2 separate regions of the Rattus norvegicus genome follow, and region 2 is linked to region 1. The links are chromatin contacts, called in public Hi-C maps. All regions are on one chromosome and are shown on one strand. Each heading gives the region's core, a stretch centred on a gene start, on an enhancer-like site or on the middle of the called end of the contact. The rest is flanking DNA. Distances are from core to core; before and after follow the strand shown. Region 1 holds the start of 4932414N04Rikl (RIKEN cDNA 4932414N04 gene like). Region 2 overlaps Cers6 (ceramide synthase 6).

Region 1 (6,996 bases), core at 1,975-4,474:
AACTGCAGGAAATTGAGATTCATTCATCTACATAAAACCCTTTGAGTTTTAAAAAAATGCTCTTTCTGATATGTTTTTTCAATACCTCTCCATGGGCCTGGCAGGAGAGGCTCTTCCATAGCAGGATTCTGAGCGTATGTGGTCTGATTACAAATGCTCTCTCAAAAGAATTTGACTAACCTGGCTTAGTTGACTATGTCTAGTCCAACCAGTTGTGCTTAGTTCATGGGAGACATCAACACGAAAAAGGCAGAATTTATATGTGTGATGTTGCTGTAAAATTATAAAAAAAAAAGGCTGTCTTTTACCCCCACTAGATCCGGCACTGCAGTGTCTCAAGGTGTCTGGTAGATATCTTGCCAGAAACACACATCCCAATTCCATGGCGTCCCGGTGTCTCTAGCTGCCACACACTCTTAAACTTAAATCACCACATGAAAGAACACACAACACAATAACCTCTGATCCAACTGATAAGATATGATTGCCCACCTAAACATACACATCCATCCCTTAAGAATATTCATAACAACCTGTAAATACGCAGAGTGGAATCTTAACGTCAGCCTCCATGTTTTCTCCGTGGCTTCTCCTGCCGTTTCCTCCAGTTTCCTTCCGTTCCAGTTCCAGTCTCCTCCTCCTCCCTCAAACTTTTTTCCCGCCCATCCTTCCTCCTCATCCAATGACAGGCCTCGTTCTATCTTTACCTGCCTTCACCAGTATGACAATCCTACAGGGTGACGTTGAGGAAACTCTTGGAGCCTATCTGTACAGCAGAAGGACTGATAAACAGACCTTGTCCCATAGTCACAAAGAGTGATGGGAAAGACCTGGTGTAATTAAAAATTTACCTCTCGGGTCATTAACTGTTTGGGTTTGTTTTTCTTTGTTTGTCTGGTGCAATCACAAAAAAAATATATATAATACACATACATATCTATGCAAAAGTTTTGGAGAGTTTCAGGAAAATTTATCAAAGAATTTTCATTTATTTATGCTGTCCCAAAAGCTTACCAAAGGGTACTTTCACATAATGTGACCCTGATTGGGCAATCTGGCATGTAATATTTCAGTCATCCAGCAGAGGGCAGGCCTCTCAAATGTAAATGCTTTGCGCCAAGGTGATCCAAGTGGATTAGCAAGAGCCTGCAGTTGCTTAGTTAGAAGCTGTTGGCTTTCAGAAATCTGTGCTACTGTTAAGAAGTAAAAAGTAAGGAAAGACTTTCAAGCCCTAGATGAATTCGTGGTTGTGCAGCCACAGGGGATTTTCCCCCGCTCTGAGCTCTGTTTCAGTTCTTGCTTTTGCTTCAAAACCTGTATCCACTTTCCCATTTCTTTGCCCTATTATGTTGACAACCTACCCTCAGAAACCAAAGCATTATGAACAAACGATCAAATAAAAAACAAAAAACTCACAAAACCATAGTCTTAGGGAATTCTTTCTCTCCGAGGACACAAGAATGTGACAGCAGTCCAAAGAGAACTTAGTTGCCAAGACGTATGTTCAGAGAAGTGGGGAGCGAGCGCTTTAAGGAATGGATGTTGAAAGTGGACAGACCTGCCTTTGGATTTTTTATTTTGGTTAAAGACATTGCTAGCCCCATAAGCAGTTTGCAGTTCTGTGGTACTGGGGGCGTTACTAGTGCTCTCCTCACTTCTGAAGCCAGATAACCTGTGTTAGGGTTCACCAGGACGGATAGGACAACTATATGCATATCTAATATCGGGCAGAGAAAATGCCTTCAATGTGGAATAAGGTGCCTTATCCCAGTGATATTACACCCATCCATTATCACAGGAATATGAGCCTACATTGCTTTATTATAACCCTTCCCACAATGGCTCACCCTCCCTCACATGACAGGCAGTCTCTGGGGCATTACTGTAAGATCTGACCTGTAGGGAGATTTTCCATTGGGCACTGGTTGTTTGAGCAAGTAGAGAGGAGAATGGCTAACGTGGGGATTGGTCTGCTGGCCCTCTTATGGAAATTAGTTGAGGGAGTTGTAGGCTATTGAGACTGGAGCATATACCACCTGTGGGAAATGTAAGAGTTCTTTTCAAATGTATGAAGAAATAGGATCCAGAAAGGTCTAGACAAGAGCTTAATTCTGCACAGCAAGCCAAGGTGAGCCTCTGCCCCTACCTCAGCTTATGTCTGTTTCTCAGCCAGGGGGTTCTTGAAGCAGTTTCTTTTTTTTTTCCTATTCTTTTTTTCGGAGCTGGGGACCGAACCCAGGGCCTTGCGCTTGCTAGGCAAGCGCTCTACCACTGATCCAAATCCCCAACCCCGTGTAACAGTTTCTTAAGGAAGCTTATGTTTCAGAGTCTAGAAAAGACCCAAAAAGTTCTCATTATTCATTCCTGAGCCAATGACACAATTTCCTCTTATTTGTCCCTCCCTCCAAGCAGAATGCTTGAAGGAACCAGGTTTTCTTCAAGAGGTCGCTAGCTGTTGCTCTTTCTGCTTGCACGAGAGGGTGCCCTGAGTCTCTGAAGCCCAGGAATCACAGGGCTGAAGCCCAGGACCCACACTGGAGTGGGACAATGTGTCAAAGGAAAAGCATCCTGAGACACGGGAGTCCAGGAACCACATGACTCTGAGAGGAAGCCGCCTCGGCAGTGGCGGTGCAGCACCCAGGGGAGGGGATCCACGCTCAGTAGCCTCAGCCTCCATTCCTTCTCCTCACTTCTTCCCTTCTTCTCTTCGTTGCTTCTTGTTTTCTTCAGATGAAGGAGTCAAAACAGGCAGCAAATCTCATAAAAGATTTATTGGAAGTTCCAGGGTGTGGAGGAACAAATCAAGGAGTGGCTGCCTATGCTCCCAGGAGGGAGCAAACAGCAACAAGAAATTGGACAAAGCAAGATGCTCGTACAGGGGTTCTGGCAGGGTGCATGGCGCTTTCTAGGGTGGAGATTTCCAGGGTGAGGATCGGTGGGCTTTCAAGTCCTGAGCTGTGGAGGAGGGCTCAAGGTTTGGCGGTCTTTCCTGTTCAAGAATTGGTAGGTTTTTGTGGGAAGTTCAGAGATTGGTGGTTCAGACTTTTCTCCTAAAATTAGCATGATTTTGGGAGGGTCCTGTTCAGGGTCTGGAGATGACCTTTGTGACAGTTACAGAGGCTGTAAATGCCTTTATGACAGTTAGGTTTGGGGGAGGGGCCTGGCTGCTGGAGTTCCTGGGGTTGGGTGATCTGGTGACCACTTTCCTGCATTGAGAAGTTACAAAGTTAACGAAGGGAGTCCACAGAAGAGAAAATCTTGTGTGGTTTTTTTTTTCTTTTCTATTTTTCGGAGCTGGGGACTGAACCCAGGGCCTTGCGCCTGATAGGCAAGTGCTCTACCACTGAGCTAAATCCCCAACCCAGAAGAGAAAATCTTAACTACCACTTGAGTGGCTTTTCTATCCCATAGTAGAAGTTTGTTCTCTGGTGGAACTTTTGGGGTCACTTAAGTATACTATCATATCATCCTCAGATAGAGATCTTTTGACTTCTTGCTGTCCAATTTGTATTCTTTTGACCACCTTTTGTTCTCTGATTGCTCTGGCTAGAACTTCAAGTACTATATTAAATAAGTAGAGAAAGAGTGGGCAGCCTTGTCTAGTCCCTGATTTTAGTGGGGTTGCTTCAAATTTCTCTCCATTTAGTTTGATGTTAAGTACTGGTTTACTGTATATGGCTTTTACTATGTTTAGGTATGGGCCTTGAATTCCTGATCTTTCCAGGACTTTTGTCATGAAGGGGTGTTGAATTTTGTCAAATGCTTTCTCAGCATCTAATGAAATGATCATGTGGTTTTTATCTTTGAGTTTGTTTATATAGTAGATTGTGTTGACGGATTTCCGTATATTGAAACATCTCTGTGTCCCTGGGATGAAGCCTACTTGATCATGATGGATGATCATTTTGGTGTGTTCTTGGATTCGGTTTGCAAGAATTTTATTGAGTATTTTTGCATTGATATACATAAGGGAAATTGGTCTGAAGTTCTCTTTGTTGGGTCTTTGTGTGGTTTCGGTATAAGAGTAATTGTGGCTTCATAGAAGGAATTTGGTAGTGCTCCGTCTGTTTCTATTTTGTGGAATAGTTTGAACAGCATTGGCATGAAGGTCTGATAGAATTTTGCACTAAACCCATCTGGTCCTGGGCTCTTTTTGGTTGGGAGACTTTTAATAACTGCTTCTATTTCTTTAGGAGTTACAGGGTTGTTTAGATGGTTTATTCCTGACTTAACTTTGGTACATGTCATTCGTCTAGAAAACTGCGCATTTCCTCCAGATTTTCCAGATTTGTTGAATATAGGCTTTTGTAGTAGTATCTGATGATTGTTTGAATTTCCTCTGATTCTGTTGTTATGTCTCCCTTTTCATTTCTGATTTTGTTAATTTGGATACTCTGTCTGTTCCCTCTGGTTAGTCTGGCTAAGGGTTTATCTATCTTGCTGATTTTCTTTTCTTTTTTTTTTTTTTTTTTTGGTTCTTTTTTTTCGGAGCTGGGGACCGAACCCAGGGCCTTGCGCTTCCTAGGCAAGCGCTCTACCACTGAGCTAAATCCCCAGCCCTCTTGTTGATTTTCTTAAAGAACCAGCTCCTGGTTTTGTTAATTCTATGGTCCTTTTTGTTTCTACTTGGTTGATTTCAGCTCTGAGTTTGATTATTTCCTGCCTTCTACTCCTCCTGGGTGTATTCGTTTCTTTTTATTCTTGAGCTTTTAGGTGTGCTGTCAAGCTGCTAGTGTATGCTCTCTCCAGTTTCTTTTTGCAGGCACCCAGAGCTATGAGTTTTCCTCTTAGCACTGCTTTCATTGTGTCCCATAAGTTTGGGTATGTTGTATCTTCATTTTCATTAAATTCCAAGAAGTCTTTAATTTCTTTATTTCTTCCTTGACCAAATTGTCATTGAGTAGAGCATTGTTCAACTTCCACATATATGTGGGCTTTCTGTCATTATTGTTGTTGTTGAAGACCGGCCTTAGTCCATGATGATCTGATAGGATGCATGGGATACTTCTCTCTTCCTGTATCTGTTGAGACCTGTTTTGATCAATTGTGCAGAAGGTACCATTGGGTGCTGAGAAGAAGGTATATCCTTTTGTTTTAGGATCTAATGTTCCATAAATATGTTAAATCCATTTGGTTCATAACTTCTTTTAGTTTTTCTATGTCTCTGTTTAATTTCTGTTTCCATGATCTGTCCATTGATGAGAGTGGGGCATTGAAATCTCTTACTGTTATTGTGTGAGATACAATGTGTGATTTGAGCTTTAGTAAGGTTTCTTTTATGAATGTAGGTGCCCTTGCATTTGGAGCATAGATATTTAGGATTGAGAGTTCATCTTGGTGGATTTTTCCTTTGCTGAAAATTAAGTGTCCTTATCTTTTTTAATGACTTTTGGTTGAAAATCGATTTTACTTGATATTAGAATGGCTACTCCAGCTTGTTTGTTTGTTTTGTTTGGTTTTGTTTTTGGACCATTTGCTTGGAAAATTGTTTTCCAGTCTTTTACTCTGAAGTAGTGTTGTCTATGTTGTGTGTTTCCTGTATGCAGCAAAATGCTGGATCCTCTCTACGTATCCATTCTATTAGTCTAAGTCTTTTTATTGGGGAATCGGATGTTAAGAGATATTAAGGAATAGTGATAGTTGCTTCCTGTTATCTGTGTTGTTAGAGGTGGAATTATGTTTTTGGTTTTGTTACAAGGAGATTATTTTCTTGTTTTTTCTAGGGTTTACTTTTCCTCCTTGTGCTGGAGTTTTCCATCTATTATCCTTTGTAGGGGTGGATTTGTGGAAAGATATTGTGTAAATTTGGTTTTGTCATGGAATATCTTGATTTCTCCATCTATGTTAATTGACAGTTTTGCTGGATATAGTAGCCTGGGCTGACATTTGTGTTCTTAGGATCTGTATGACATCTGCCAGGCCTTCTGGCTTTCATAGTCTCTGGTGAGAAGTCTGGTGTAATTCTGATAGGTCTGGCTTTATATGTTACTTGAACTTTTTCCTTTACTGCTTTTAATATTCCTTTTTTTGTTTTGTGCATTTGGTGTTTTGACTATTTTGTGACAGAATTTCTTTTCTGGTTCAATTTATTTGGAGTTCTGAATGCTTTTTGTATGTTTATGGGCATCTCTTTCTTTAGGTTAGGAAAGTTTTCTTCTATAATTTTGTTGAAGATATTTACTGGTCCTTTGAGCTGGGAGTCTTCACTCTCTTCTATACCTATTATCCTTAGGTTTGATCTTCTCTCTGTGTCCTGGATTTCCTGGACATTTTGGGCCAGGAGCTTTTTGCATTTCACATTATCTTTGACAGTTGTGTCAATGTTTTCTATTGTATCTTCTGTCCCTGAGATTCTCTCTTCTATCTCTTGTATTCTGTTGGTGATGCTTGCATCTATGACTCCTGATCTCTTCCCTAAGTTTTCTTTTTCCATGATTGTCTCCTTTTGTGCTTTCTTTATTGTTTCTATTTCCATTTTTAAATCCTGGACTTTTTTTTCAATTCCTTCATCTGTTTGGTTGTATTTTCCTGCAATTCTTTCAGGGATTTTTGTGTTCCCTCGTTAAGGGCTTCTACTTGTTTACTTGTGTTGCCCTGTATTTCTTTAAGGGAGTTATTTATGTCCTTCTTAAAGTCCTCCATCATCATCATCAAATGTGATTTTAAATCTAAATCTTGATTTTCTTGTGTGTTTAGATAACCAGTATTTGCTTCGATGGGAGAACTGGGCTCTGAAGATGCCAAGTAGTCTTGGTTTCTGTTGCTTAGATTCCTGCACTTGGCTCTCGCCATCAGGTTGTCTCTGGTGCTAGCTTGTCTTGCTGTTTCTGACAGTGGTTTGGCCCTTCTGTAGGCCCGTGTGTCAGCACTCTGGTAGAACTGTTTTCCTGCTTTCTTTCAGTCATTTCTGGGAACAGAGTGCTCTGCTCTCAGGTGTGTAGGCGCTCCTGGTGAATGTCTTTCAGTTCTCATAGCAGGCAGGAATCGGAAGGGTCC
Region 2 (6,996 bases), core at 2,309-4,808, 580 kb after region 1:
AGACACGGGACACTGCTAGCTAGCTTCAGAACACAATCAGGGAACAAAACGTTAAACAGATTGTGCCCGGTAAATCTCTCTCGGTCACACACAATCATTAAAGATCCATAAAATCACCACACCTCTTGTGCCCAAGAGGCTTTCGCATGACTAAAGGCATGCGACACAGGTGTGCATCCCAAACTTTTTTTTTGATGATTAAAGAATAAGGAAATTTATATTAACGCAGTTCTTTGGAATATGTGTAATTTATCATCTATTGAAGATCAAAACAAAGCAACATACGTGTACTTGTATGTTTTCGAGCACTGAATTCCGCCTTGGCTGGACACTGAGTATAGAGCAGGCTGTAGGGCATCCTCGATGTTTTTCAGAATTGATTCATGCTCTGGTTCTATCATTGTCAATGGTAAAACACCACTTAGCATCAATGTGCAGTATAAAAATGGCAGAATAATTCTGTTCTTATCCCCAAACAAAACCATTTAAATTTTGTTTTCAATGAAGCTCAAATCAGCAAGTCAACCTGCAACTTTTAAAATCAAACCTATCAGGCCTGTGAGATTGGCTTAAGTTAAAAGAACTTGCTTTTGCAAGGACCCAGATTCAATCTACAACACCTACATGACAGCTCACCAACTACATATAACACCAGATCCAGGCACTCTGATGTCCACCGTCTTATAACCTCCATGGGCACCATGGTGTACATACATACATGCATGCACAACACTCATACACATAAACTAAATCTTAAGTAATAAAGTAAAGTGAGACATTCTGATGCAGTGCAATCCAGTATAAATTTGATATTGACATGCTGAAGAATGACAGTAGCCCAATATTAAAAGCTTTTGTTTTCTGTAATTGAATCACTATGTTTCTATTCACAAAGGCCTTCTTTGCACAGAGAGATCACTGCAGTTGATGGTGTACAGTAGTCTGCAGTCTGGGCTGGGGAGCTGCAGCAGTGTTCTGTAGCACTGTGTACATGTGGCATGTGGTGACCTGTGAGCTCAAAACCAAAGCTACAGTAGAGTCATGTGATGGAACCCAGGCAAACACAGACAGAAAGATCTTGTATTCATTACACACTTGCTTTTTGGTTTTTTTTTTTTTTTGTCTTTGTTTTGTTTTTTGTCTTTTCACATTCAGTTACAAGCCTTCAAACACTGTTGTCATGACTGACAATTTGAGAAGCTATGATATATACACTTCAAAGTCATATCTATATTTACCAGTTAATCAAGAAGACTCTTTTAAAAGAAAATGTAGACCACCTGTTGTAGCTCTTAAGTCTAGGCTCTTGGTGTGGATATCAGAGGATCCGGGGCAAGAGAGCAAATGGAATTTACACATATGTTGTGTGTCTAAATACTTGTATTGCAACTCAAACTGTGAAATACAATCAGTATTCTTAAGATCGTTTCTCATGACCAATATGTTGGCTATTATGCAAAAACTACATCACTTCAAATTAATGTAACCATTGGCTCACCTGTTTGCCCACGAGTGTCACTGAATTCTTGAGAAGGATTATACCGTCCATTAAGGCACCAATACTCAAGAGTTTACATACAAGTGTAGGAACACCAGACAAGCACATTAATATTGGGGTAGAATGTCTTAAATATAAGCAAGGGCTTGCACTGGCCAGAAGAACAAAAGTATCTATGAGGATCTGTGAACAGCTCAACAGGGATCCACAAGCCCGTATTCAGCATGGAAATGCCACTTGGCATCTCTTTATGGGAGGTTTGGCTTGTGCAAAACAAAGCATGTAGGATGGCTCGGAAATAGATTTGTAGGTGGACTGAATTATGACAGGGTGTGTCCTGTGGTACCAAGTTACGTATGCAGTGTCACAGTCTCACACACAGATTTAAAGTTGGATACAGTAACATCAAGAACATCTACTGTTGATAACTTCTAGTTTTGTTAGGCTGCACAGCAGTATGAGGAGAGGACTATGGATCTGGGTTCTAGGGCCAGCTCCTGCTGGTAAGCCTTCTGCATTGCTCTGCCTTGTTAGTGTGAAAGCTGGAGATATGCCGATTAGGAGCCCGGTGAGACTAGCAATTGCACCCCAGTTAAGCTGGGGGCTTGCTAGGGATCCCTGTAGCTCTCGTGGTCTGCTTCAACAACCTTCTGCAGAAAGCCAGTCTGTGTCAGAGTGTCATGAAGCCAGGAGTAGGAAAAGCTTTGCTCTTGCAAATAGAACATTTGTTCAAGCTCTTGAGTGCTTCGTGAGTTCCTGCTAAATGCAACTTCGTACTTTCCTTCTTTGTATTTTTTTTTTCTTACTTTTACTCATGGAGAACAAAGCTTCTGCTTCCTTAGGCTGAGTTCAAAGTTTTGAGAGTCACCCGAGAACAATGCATCTGTCCATTGGGGAATTTTTGCTTGAAGGAAGCAGTCGGACCATGGGGAATTTTAGGTAAACCTGGAAGGAGGAAGAGTCACGAAGCTTCTTATGCCTCTGCTTCAGAAGCCTTTAGTAGTCGCATTAGCTCAGGCCTTTGCTTTGCAGACATGAAAACTGAAGTTTATAAAAGAATAGTAAGGCACCCAACTGGCAAGCACAAGATCCAAGCCCGGAACACAGTGTTTTGACTTCTACTTGAGACGTAATGTGCAAACTGTCAGCTCTTTTCTGAGTAAGCCCACATCTGCCCACACTCAAAGCACGCCTGTTACACTCTGTAGCAATTATTCCAATAGTTAACACTATTGCAGTTATTTTTTTTCCAGAATACTGTCTTTGCTCGTCAATTGCTCTGCTATTATTCAATGCAGGTTTTCTTGGGTTGTTTTGATCCAAAGAAAAACAACATTTTGAAAAAGAGCATTTTGTCATATCAAAATCTCTGTATTTATAATTCTAGAGTTTTGGGGGTTTGGTTAGGTTTTCCTCTAGGTTTTTGAGCATCTCACAATCTAGTTTAGTAAATTCTGACTTATTCTGAAGGGTTAAGTCTTTGTTTAAAAAAAAAAAAATGTTTACTGTCTTTCTCTTGCCAAGGGGAAAGGGATAAAGCCTCTCAGGTACAGAACACCCTCAATATGGCGGGCCTGAGGACAGTTAATCTTGGTGGCAGCACTTCCAAGATTTTCCGAGACATTTCTCTAAGATAAAATATAAAATCATATCCTTGAAATCTTAAATAAAAACAGAGGAAATGTCAGCGAGGAGAGAGAGAGAGAGAAAGAGAGAGAGAGAGAGAGAGAGAGAGAGAGAGAGAGAACGCTGCCTACAACTATTTATATAGCCCAGATTAAAGCTCTGTCTTTCCTGACCACAGGACCTGCAGATGTGTGCCCATACTACCTCCCTTGGGTGGTGTTCTGGGAAGCCAGGCAGTGTCACAATGGACACACTAGAGCAAGGGATCACAAGACAGGTCAGAGTTTTTGTGTGGGTGCTGCCAAGTGAAACACCGGAAAGACCATGTGATAGATAGAGCCAAGAAACCGGAAGTATCAAGGGTCAGAGTCTCAGAGCCAAGGAGATATGATATGAGGCAAGAAGGAGCAAAGGACGGTGCTCAATCTTATCTGTCAGCATTGCTGTTGAGTAAGCTTGGGTCTTCGCAGGTCAGATATCAAGTACACACTAGAGGATACATACACCCACACGTAATGCATGAGTCACATGTGCCCCGTGTTTGGAATTTTTAGTGATTTTTACATCAGCCTACTGATGACTGAGTAGCCCTTATCCAAACTGTTAGTGACTTAGATGTTTCAGATCTCTTTACATTTGCATAAACTTTACGGCCAAACCTCTCTAATCTAAAAGTTCAGAATGCTTTAAACCCTGAAACTTTTTGTATATAATGTTAGGGTCCAAGAAGAAAATTGATCTCTGAGATTGGATTCCAGAAATACAAAACAGGGGTGGTCAACATGTAGTTCGCACAGTGACTAGAAAGCATTTCCCTCCTTGAGAGGGCCAGGACACCTTACATCCAGCTCTCAGTGAGGCCCCATGCTAGGGACAACGTAGTACCTGCAAGACTCACACCGTCAGTTTAGGGTCTGCCCGAACTACATGGAAAGACCCTGTCTAAGGAAGAAGAGTGAAGGAGCGGTCCCTGAAGTTGCTTTCTCTTAGCTTCCCCCATTGCTCCAAGAGTTGGCCTTAAATGCTTTTATCTTGAAGTCGAGGGTATTGGAGATGTGCACGGGCCTCCACCCTTCCAAAGAGAAAATCAAAGAAAGCAGCAGGGGGCTCACATGCCTGTTTTATGAGCTGAGCTTAGAAAGAAGTCTTTGATTTTTACATCGTTAATATTTCATATCTATGTCAAGGTGGTAGCGAAAGGCATTACTTGATTGTCAGTAGGAGAGATAATTATTTGGGGATTTAAAGGTTAAAGGAATGGGCCAAGGTGGGGGAATCAATTAAACTAAACCCACTTCGGCCATTTAGGCAGGAACAAACTGGAACATGGCTATTAGAAACCAGGGGATGAGACTAAGGCCTGTCTCCGGAAACCAGAGCAAGCAGTAACAGACAGAGGGGATGTTCTGCCTGTGTGCCAAGCAAGAGGCCCATGGGGCACTGTCTCTGCTGTCGGATGGCGATGTCTTGGCTCTGAGCATAAACATGGGTAAGAGGCTAACATGCAGCTAGGAGAGCCAAGGAGCACGAGGTGCCTGGGGGCCTAGCGCAGTACCCCAGGCCGCCCATGTCTCAGCTCTCTCCACCTCCCAACCCCAACTGTGGCCATGTTATTTACATTCTCTGTGCTTCAGTGTCCTGTCTGAAAAATAGAGATAAGAGTACCCACTGGGGGATTGGGGGAGATGAGGATTTACCCTGAAACCTTTTGCACAATGTGCACTGCTTGAGCCTGGTTTCAGTGACCGTTGACTCTTACACCTAGCAAGATCAAATAATGTGTGTGACATATTTGACGCTTTTAGCAATAGTAATTGCTCCATGAAGGACTGTTAATAAGGAGCAGAGCAAAAGTCACCTTTACCAACAGGGAAGCAACATCACATCACACAGGCAGGGGTGAAGACAGGCCTGCCTCAATCATGCTGTGAAACACCCAGCATGGCTAAGAGGACTCGGGTATGGCGATGAGGAACATAGGGAGGAGAGTGGGTTGAGAAGAACCCCTGCTCCAGCCAGGAAGTCCAGCCAGGTTAGGACTAAAGTAAGGTGTATTTGACTGAATGTCTCATCTGTAACAATGGCAGGATAGAGCCGGTACATCTATTTCCAAAGACAGAGAAGCAGTTGGCCAGGATTCAAGCTCAGATTCCTGCCAGGGATAAAGAAATCACATCCATGTTTGCCGCAGACTGATAGGCAAGGGCACAGTTATTCAAATGTGATCAGTCGTCGGACCCCCAAGCTACCCTCCCAAGACAGCACTTGCTGATGACACCAGCAGTGTGGAAGTCCAAGTGTGAGTGGGCTGCCCTATAGAAGGGGAGAAAACACACACGTACCCTTCAGTCCTGTTGAAGTGTCGAATGGCCAGTCCAACTAAGATATAGTTTAGGCCTGGAGTTGTTATGGGTGGGAGAAAGGGAGCAAGGGACAGAGAGGCAGACACAGTCGGCCAGTCTCGAAACAGTGAATTCAGTCTCTGGCCTGCAGATGTTAAGCACCCGTAGATTTTGTTCAGTATAATCTTGAATGCCTGCTTGTTGGCATCCACCGTACCTGGCATAACATGCTAGTTAGGTGATTAAATTTTGGTTGAATGTATTTTTCATTTAGATATCTCATGGACATTTGTGCCAGAGAAAAACATAGCATGACCACACTGAGTTCTGTCTTGACTCCCGATGTCAAGACCAGGCTGAAGTAGAGAAACCTAATGTTGACTGAGGGGACATCTCCCCTTTCAGATGGCATGTGGCACTCAGGGACCAAGCCCTGACTCTGCCTCTAGAGAAGAAATTTTGGCACTCTTCAGATGCTCATCGTGGGCCTAATTATTTTATGGTTCTCAGGAGAGATTATTCCAGAAACACAAAGCCCACCTATAACTCCTTGGTGGGAAAGGGAAGCGCTGTTGCAGAGGATGCTGTCCTCAGCTAGGAGCCTCAGTTTCACCCTTCTGGTGAAACACCACCCGGCACTGGGACATAACTCAGCAAGAGTCCCTGCTTGGCAGCAGGAAGTCCTGGTCCAACCAGCACTGAAAACCAAGTCTCCCCACAACCCATTTGTACCGGAAGACCTCCTGGGCTGTCTTCTATCACTTATGTCACAGGAGTATTTAAAAAACACTATAGATAGGTGGTACTGAACAAATATGTGAATGTCAATGTAAGTAGATGTGATACAGATAAAAGAGAATAAATTCGTACTATGAAGTCACAACATGAATGAAATATATATGATATATATTTCATTATAGTATAAACATTTCATTTGTGTGTCAGAGGTGGTTCTTCGAGATGAGATGTCAATGGCAATTTCTATCAAGTCCTCCAGAATCCTGAACTGAAGGGAGAAAGCAGAGCGCTTTCAGTTGTGTTGGTATCCCAGATGCAAAAGAAAACAGCCTTGTTTTGTTAAAATAAGATTGCCCTGTGGATTCTCTGCTCAACAGCAAAGAAGTTATGAACTCCTCTACAGGAGTCTATGAACTCTTCTACAGGAGTCTATGCATTCTGCCACCACATTCTATGTGTTTTAATCAAAATCAAATTTAAGATAAATGTGTCTGTAAAAGATAAGTCACCGTAAAGCAAAGCGAATTATAGTCTTATGATTCACTAAAATCTATTAAAATAACATACCCCAGTCAAGCTCTAAGTGGTCAATGGTACATCTGCTTACCTCTAGGGAATTGGGTGGGTGGGCTCCTTCAAACCATCTGTGTCTAGACAGTCCATGCAGTAAGAAAGAGCCTCACACAAGAACTCCTCGTCCTCCTGATGATTGATGCAACTTTTAGAAGGAAGGGTGTCACCTAGAGGTCAAGTGCTGTCTGTGCTGGGTTGGGGGTGGCGGGGGGAGGGGAG

The links. A called contact is a pair of places that touch in the nucleus more often than the background predicts.
Region 2: a Hi-C map of the A7r5 cell line shows a contact between it and region 1, with 7 times the contacts expected there. The contact joins the enhancer-like site here to the promoter of 4932414N04Rikl in region 1. A contact is called at or near these places in 3 of 12 Hi-C or Micro-C datasets (the A7r5 cell line, kidney and liver).

Annotation. Positions count from the first base shown.
Region 1 is chr3:73,684,734-73,691,729 of GRCr8, forward strand. 4932414N04Rikl (RIKEN cDNA 4932414N04 gene like) reads left to right here and starts at 3,225. Exons shown (of 81, transcript XM_063285273.1): 1 at 3,225-6,996. All of the region lies in intron 1 of LOC134486375 (a long non-coding RNA gene), which reads right to left.
Region 2 is chr3:74,266,328-74,273,323 of GRCr8, forward strand. All of the region lies in intron 8 of Cers6 (ceramide synthase 6), which reads left to right. Among named protein-coding and RNA genes, the nearest start is that of Nostrin, 43 kb to the right of the region's middle. Within about 2 kb of position 3,559, at least 11 of the 93 cell types and tissues checked have an H3K27ac peak or open chromatin away from gene starts, as enhancers often do. A contact at or near this core is called in the A7r5 cell line and liver, where this site is marked.